Linked DNA regions of Xenopus laevis: region 2 is linked to region 1. Evidence: chromatin contacts called from public Hi-C data. All regions are on one chromosome and are shown on one strand. Each heading gives the region's core, a stretch centred on a gene start, on an enhancer-like site or on the middle of the called end of the contact. The rest is flanking DNA. Distances are from core to core; before and after follow the strand shown. Region 1 has its middle 20 kb from the start of gtse1.S. Region 2 holds the start of celsr1.S (cadherin EGF LAG seven-pass G-type receptor 1).

Region 1 (3,867 bases), core at 731-3,230:
AAAATGAAGGTTGTGGATACACCAGCAGAGAAAAGGCTGATCTGCTCCCGTCCACCCTGTTTTGTACTTGGCATCAGCCTATTCGTGCACATTGGGTGGATTTTGGATACAAACTTTTTACACTTCCAATGTGAAATTTCCCCTGTGTGTACTGAGAGGCCGATGATATTAGTTTTGCTGCAAAACAGGTGCTTTGTTTTGATCAGGATTAGTTAAAATTTGTGGAATTGAATGCAATATTTTCTTTGTTTTTAGCTGCTTACATTTTTATATTTTTCTCAAATCTGTCAATGAAAAAGCACGGTTCAGTTGGTGATTGGAATAACCTTTTGTGGAGGATACAGTATTTAGCAAATCCAAAAATTATGGATTTGATTCTCATTAAAAGGTAACACATGACAACTTCATCTGCGACAATGAGTATTAATGTCTCATTGGTATGAGCTACTGCAGTTACCATCATTTTTACTGGAAATATAAACATATTGTATGTATTATGTGTAACTTCTACATGTGGCTGATAGAGAATTTTTTTCTTTTCTGTCCTTTGTAAAAAAAATAAAAAATAAAAAAGACCATTGGTGGGACCTGGCTTGGCTGGCTAATTATACCAGAAAGTTTTGAAGTGCTTTGTTCTAATAGTTGATGGAGAACAATATACTTCTTGCAGCTGACTGACAAAGCAGGTATTGAGCAAAGAACATTAACAAATGCACATATAAAGGTTTCTTCTGTTTTAATTTTGAAGATGTGCTCCCATATGCAATACTGGTGCAGTAACTCATAGAAACCAATGAAATGTTTGTTTTTAAACAGGTGCCGCTACACTTGGATTCCAGTACATACCACGTAACACAGCATTACATAGAAGAGCGGTTGCAATTGCAGGAAGTATTTGTAAAAGTTTGTTGGGTAATTTCACAAAAAAAATTAGGTTCAAATAACAGCCATCAGGAACTATACCATTCCCAGGGAAGTCATTCATCAGTAAATTACATGGTATCTGAATTGTACCTAGATTCCTGCTATGAAATACAATCTTGCTGCCTAACAAAGCATTCACCTGTATTCTTTGTTTGTGTCTGAGGTAACTAGAACTGGCAGAATTTCATTCCGTTTGCTGAAACATGTGTTTTCCTTTGGTAAGAAGGGGCTTTGTGGTGCAAGTGTGTTATATTAATTAGTTTTTTCTTTAATAACTTGTGAGATTCTGCAGGTTCGTGTATTCCTTCCTGCGTAAGAAAGGCCATTTGTCACATTAAAACAGTTAAGATTATTTTGAATAGTCTGATGAATTTTATGATGGAATTTTCATTCCATGTGAGGTTGGTTTCTATTCACACTGGGACAGAGAGTGAGAATTGGAGGTTTAGGAGAAGCGTGATTTGTGGTGGATAAAGATGGGACCACAGGCAACATATATGTTGTAAGTATACTGAAAAATGATTAGTGATTTAAATAGAAATTTAGTACAGAAAATGTAATGCCAAATAAATCTATGAAAGGCCAGTAAACTGAAGTTTCATTCAGGCCAAAATGTCAGTGCTAAGCCTTGCTCTGGGCCTGGGCACTGTATGAATGTAATAGAGTAAACCTCATAGTAGTGTGGGGCTACTGTGCCAGGCACATATACAGAGAGCAGTGTTTTTTTAACGGAGCCACGCACATGCATTTATAAGCAGTCGGAGCTTATCCCATTTAATCAACCACCAAAGTATCAATGTTTTGGTTGGTACAACCCTCTCATTGTCAGGAACATAACAACAAAACCTGACAAAGGGGATGTACAACCCATAGTTTTCAGGGTTCATTGTCATGTTTCTGATGAAGAGGGTTGTAACCCCCCCCCCCGAAACTTGATACTTTGGTGGTTGAATAAATGGGTTAAGCTCCCCCACTGCATTTAAGTGCGTACATGGCTCCGTTAAACTCTACTGTACTTCAAGGACCTAGCTAGCCAAACAGAAAGCTGCACCAACAGTGAATTAACTACATTCTACATATGTATAGAGTCAACTGATGGGACAAATGCAGGTGTTCATTTCTAAAGTCCTGGGTGGTTGGGGTGTAGTTTTGCAAATGAAAGTGATCAAGCATGCAGTGATGCTCTTAAATAAAAAATATTCTAAATACTATTTTAGGCCATTAGTTAAGCAAAATAAACTTTAATAACACTATATAAATTATTTTGTTTTGTTCGGTCTTGGAACTCCTAATTATAGCAGGCAGGCAGGCGCCATTTTGTGAACACTGGTATTAAGGCAAACCTTGCATTAGCTCAGAATCTTGTTTGTGCACCAGAATGGGGGATCTGATGTCCATCCCCATGTACTGGTTACACAATTAAATGGTAAAGCGAAGGGGGAATGTGGGGAGAGCAGTGACATCTAGTAAGTGCTGAATGGAAAGTGAAAGTAATTTCCTGCCCCGCCTCTATGCCTAAGGCATAGAGGAGGGGCAAGCAATATTTGATTGACAGCTGAGATTTTTAAATGAGTTTACAACAGCTATGAATGCCTTAATATAAAAAAAATTTGGATTTCAGGTTTAATTTGAAAATTACTTTTATTATACATATTTTTATGTCTGGGTGACAGGTCCACTTTAAAGGAGAAGAAAAAGTTAAAATCACTTGGGGGGGGTATCTTAGGTGCCTAACTTTTGGCAGTCAATTTGCATTCAGCACATGACCTGGCAAATGTTACATATGCACCCTCTGAGCAACACCATTCCTTAATATGAACATTTTCATTTCCTTTTTACAGCTTTGTTGTTGATTACCTTATAGTATTCATTTTTGCTAGGTCAGCGAGTAAACTTCTGATATTTGCAGAGCTGGAGATCCATGGTTTGAGGGAATATAAAATTAAACTTTTAAAAATAATATGGGGGATTTCAAGGGGCATCTTTGGAAGGACAGCTTTTCACTGCTACCTGTGAATGTGTTGGGCTTTTTAAGAAACCCAAATCACAATTTATAGTATTTTAGACTCTTTGTTAAACGGTAACACCAAAAAATGAAAGTGTTTTAAAGGAATGCCAATATAATGTTGCCCTGCACTGGCACAACTGTTGTGTTTGCTTCAGAAAAAACAACCATAATTAATATAAACAAGCTGTTGTGTAGTCATTGGGGCAGCCATTCAAGCACAGGATACACACCAGATAAGGTCTGAAGAATCCCATTGTATACTACAGAGATTATTTGTTCTCTGCTGTTTATCCTGTGCCTTTTTCTGCCTTGTCAGCTTTGAATGGCTGCCCCCCATGGCACAGCAGCTTTTTCATATAAACTGTAGTAGAGTTTCTGAAGCAAACACACAGTTTTACAAGTGCAAGGCAACAGTATGTAACAGTTTCATTACTGTAAAACACCTTTATTTTTTGGTTGTGAGCAACATTTAGAAGTAAAAGGAGTTGGGGAGCAACACAAGCATGAAAAATGTTCATGGAGTTCCAAATAAGTGCTGTGATTGGCCATTTGGTAGCCCCTATGTGGATTGTCAACCTACATCAAGGCTCTGTTTGGCAGTGCACCTGGTTTTTATACAACCAAAACTTGTTCGAAAATAAGCTTTTGCTTTGAGGCCACTGGGAGCAACATCCAAGGGGTTGGAGAGCAACATGTTACTCACGAGCTACTGGTTGGGGATCACTGCCCTAGAGAATACTTTTTGAAGATTAGGACTGCTGGGATGCAGCAGAAAGACAATCTGAAGGCGGCATTAGGTTTTTAATGATTTAATAATTTCTCTAGATTTTAGGTTCAGTGCTCCAAATAACAGGAGCCTCCTTATTCTGATAGCCCCTAATCCCCATTTCAGGTAATAGATCACACATACAGTATTTGTAACTGTTCCTTCCAGG
Region 2 (3,889 bases), core at 853-3,352, 120 kb after region 1:
TCTCGTCCTCCACGTAGATATACACGGTGGCCGTGGCACTTTTGGGACCGGGGTCCTTGCCTTGGTCATTCGCCTCCACAATGAGCTGATAGTCCGTTACCGCCTCCCTGTCCACCAGTGCTCGGGTGCGGACAATGCCGGAGCGGGCGTCGATCTCAAACACGGCAGATGCCCCCTCGGTGCCCCCCAGGAGCCGGTACAGCATGTTGGCGTTGGACAGCGCATCCCCGTCAGTGGCCCGGATAGTCATCACCTCGTAGCCCACCTCTATGTTCTCCCTGATGTTCTCCCGGTACTCGGACTGCTCGAACACCGGCACGTGGTCATTGGTGTCACTGACTGTCACGGTCAGGTAGGTGGTGGCGGATCTCCGGGGGGACCCGAAGTCAGTTGCCGTTACTTTGAGCACGTGAGTGTCCTTGGTCTCCCGGTCCAGTGGTTGGCTGGTGCTCACCGTGCCCGTCTCTGAATCGATCTCAAAGTAATCGTTGGAGCGACTATCGAACAGCGCCTCCATGAAGTACTCCAGCCGGCCCGCCTCCCCCGTGTCCGGATCCACTGCCCGCAGAGAAGTCACCCGGGTCCCCGCCGGCTCGTTCTCCGGCACCGACGCCTGGTAGTTATGGAGTTGGAACTGGGGGCTGCTATTTGTGCTCCTCTTTATTCTCCTGTGTCTGCCCCGAAGCTTCCTCCTCACCCGCACCAGCACCTGCTCCGAGGAGCCCCTACACATGATGGGCACAGCTGCCCCTGAGCTCCCGCACACAGTCCGCCGCACAATGGAGGAATCAGACAGTGAACAGCCGGTCCCCCCCAGTAGAGCGGCCACAAGTGCCTGAGTCTTATGCAGCAGTTCCGGGGGACACCGGGGGGCCATATACTCCGCTCTGTACTCAATGTCCACATCAGGGAGACTCTCGCGGGCCCCCGCGCTCTCCCCCCGGCTCTCAATAGGGCACTCCGGCCGGTGCACATACACTCGCAGGCGGATGGATAGGACGGTCCGGTCAGAGCGGGAGGTGACACGGAGGGTTGCGGGAAGCGGTACATGAGAACAGTCTGACCCGGGTATCAAGCTCAGCTCTCCCAGGTGGCTCAGTGCAATCGCCGTTGAGTTGTTCTCCAGGAGGTAAGTCCAGTCCGCTCCCAAGGACAGGTTGGCTCCCCCGGGATAGAGGTGAACTTGCAGAGCCCCCGCGAGCTGAAGCAGCCCCAGCACCGTCATACACACACTCAGCGCCCACATCTCCTCACAGAGGCCTGAGGGGCGGCATCAGGGCCGCTCGCCCCAATTTCACTTCTTATCCCACGGGAAGTTTAAAAGTGATTTCAAAATGGCTCCAACCCCCCTGGTTCAGCGCCGCTCCCCTCTCCTCCGCCTCCTCCTCCCCTCGGTCCTGATTAGCATAAACCTGCTCCCAGTCTGTGCGCCCTGCCGGGGGCGGCCCCTCACTCTCCGGAGCTCTGGCCTCTCCTGTCTGCCCCTGGCAGTGGCGCTCCGGTAACGCAAGGGACGGTTGCTATAGCTTATATAACCCCGGCCTGGGATAGTACTTGTAATACCACCGAGCGTATGGACTTTTCTGGGGTCAATGGGACATTCTCTCCCACCCCCACTTAAAGCGGCGCTACAGGTCTTTCCTGAATGGATGTGACTGTGGGCTTCCCCCTCACTGGCTGCGCTGCCACCTGTTCCTCCGCCGGGAGCCTCGCTCTGAGCCGTCTGCCCCTTCCCCCGCCCGCGCAACGGGTTTCGGCTGCTCTGGGCCCCTCAGACTAGAACCGCACAACTTCTCTATAGTATGTGTTGGAGCCGACGGGGCTTTGTGAGTGTCACATGAGCTGCTATTGTTGCACCCTGTCGCACTGCCGGGAATCCCCTCATTCCCTATGAGCCTGGCCCCGGGGGCGGATAGAGACAACTGCAAGATGCCTTGGGTGCCAGTCAGCCTTTTCAAATTGCTTTTATCTCTGCTACACGACAGGAGTTTTTATTTTAATATAAGGATTTCGTTGCATGTTTCTCCTTTAAATGTTTTCTATTTCCCATATCCATTAACTATAAATGTTAACTTCGAAATAAGCTGCGAGAAATACTGTTAGAAGGACACAGGGGAAGGGAGGGAAGTTTTTGTTCTCTCCATTTAAATGTATTGTTCGTAACGTGGAGAGGAGCGTGACACCCGTCACCATGGCAACGGCACTGGAGCGTCCTGCGAGAAGGGATTGATAGGAACAACTATTTGCTTCTGATGGTACCTGAAAGGTCCTCTAGCGCCACCTGCCGATTCTACAAGGCAATGACACGACTCGTTGAAATTGATAAGAAGTAATTGTGCATTTATTTTTTTGCACTCTTAATAGATGGGCATAGGGGAATTTGTCAAGGGCCCATCAGGATAAGATCCCACCATCAGATCATTGCCTGGACATATGTTTCACTCAAGCATCTCACAGTGGCAGACCCCTTATTTTTTAGGGATGCACCAAATCCACTATTTTGGATTCGACCGAATTAGGGGTGGGAAGGGGAAAACATTTTTTACTTCCTTGTTTTATGACAAAAAGTCACGCAATTTCTCTCTCCGCCCCTAATTTGCATATGCAAATTAGGATTCAGTTCGGCCAGACAGAAGGATTCGTCCGAATCCTGTTGAAAAATGCAGAATCCTGCCCGGATTTGGTGCATCCCTACTTATTTTAATCAACAGAAAATAAACGTACTGAACCTATTTACTTTTTTTAACCTATTGTTTCTACATTTTACCCAAAGTTTTTATTTAGTTTATTCCTTTAATATTCAGCAACAACTGGCTGTGGATATTTATATCACAAATTTCTTAGGGCTACCTTCTCTCCCTTTCTTTTCTTCTTTTTATGGGGAACATCCCCCATTGTATTGTTATAATAAAAAAGAAAAATAAACCCCAAAGCTTAGTACTTTGGGGCCCACCAAAGGGTTTGTCCTGGGCCCACAAGTACCTTAAAGCCGCCCTGGTTATAACACAGAATGTCTAGGAGTAACCTCTATAGTATATCTTTAGAAATGGTGTTTATGGATGTCATCACTTATAATTAGTTTGTGTTACTTGTGTCACATACCCCATTGACCTTGGATAGTGAAGGGTGTAGAGCACACTGGAAACCACACCAAGTCAGACCAAAAAGTTAAAAAAAAGGCTTGAAATGATTGCTCAATAAAGTAACTTTTTGGTCTGACTTGGCGTGGTTTCCAGTGTGCTCTACACCCTTCCTTCGGTTTTTTTTTTTTTTTTTTGCTATGCGGTTTATGTCCACTCCCTTGAACTGAGAGCCTGTGGCTGGAGCACCTGGGCCATCCCTTCACTTGGTGAGTTTTCATTAGCAGGTGTATTTATGCTAACATTTTATTTTTTGGATGTCAAAAATATAGCTCCCATTATTTAGCAAATAGTGCTGTTCAACAAGATTATATACAAATAATGATAGTACAGTATATTAAGAAATCAACGGAGCTCTCGAACAGACAATTAAAATTACATTCAGGGCCACATTCCTCAGCATTATGTTCTGAAATGGTATGAGAAACTACTCAGTTTAGAAAAGTGGGTACTTTATTCTATATCTATTGAATGCTAACAGTTAAAACATTGTATATTAAAAACAAAATAAACTAATTTCCAGTGTAGCTTCTAGAATTTGCATCCAGCTCCTCTTTTACAATCGATTGTTTAATTGACAGTATATGCCATCTGTCCTCATTCAGTAAGTGTGTGTGTAAGGCAGGGCTATGGGGATACCTGAGAAATTCCCTGCAGACATACAGTTCTGTCTCACTCTGATGCTTGATGTCCTAGTTAGAAACAGTGCCAGCTCCTCCCACCTGCCAGACAGCTAGCCGCACTCATCT

The links. Hi-C and Micro-C count contacts between places; a contact is called where the count stands out from the background.
Region 2: a Hi-C map of the XL177 cell line shows a contact between it and region 1, with 3 times the contacts expected there. The contact joins the promoter of celsr1.S here to the enhancer-like site in region 1. A contact is called at or near these places in 2 of 4 Hi-C or Micro-C datasets (the XL177 cell line and the XTC cell line).

The regions. Positions count from the first base shown.
Region 1 is chr3S:74,604,616-74,608,482 of Xenopus_laevis_v10.1, forward strand. No RefSeq gene overlaps it. Among protein-coding and RNA genes, the nearest start is that of gtse1.S, 20 kb to the left of the region's middle. Within about 2 kb of position 1,981, at least 1 of the 7 cell types and tissues checked has an H3K27ac peak or open chromatin away from gene starts, as enhancers often do.
Region 2 is chr3S:74,721,023-74,724,911 of Xenopus_laevis_v10.1, forward strand. It overlaps celsr1.S (cadherin EGF LAG seven-pass G-type receptor 1), which reads right to left and starts at 2,103. Exons shown (of 34, transcript XM_041588505.1): 1 at 1-2,103. The coding sequence starts at 1,246.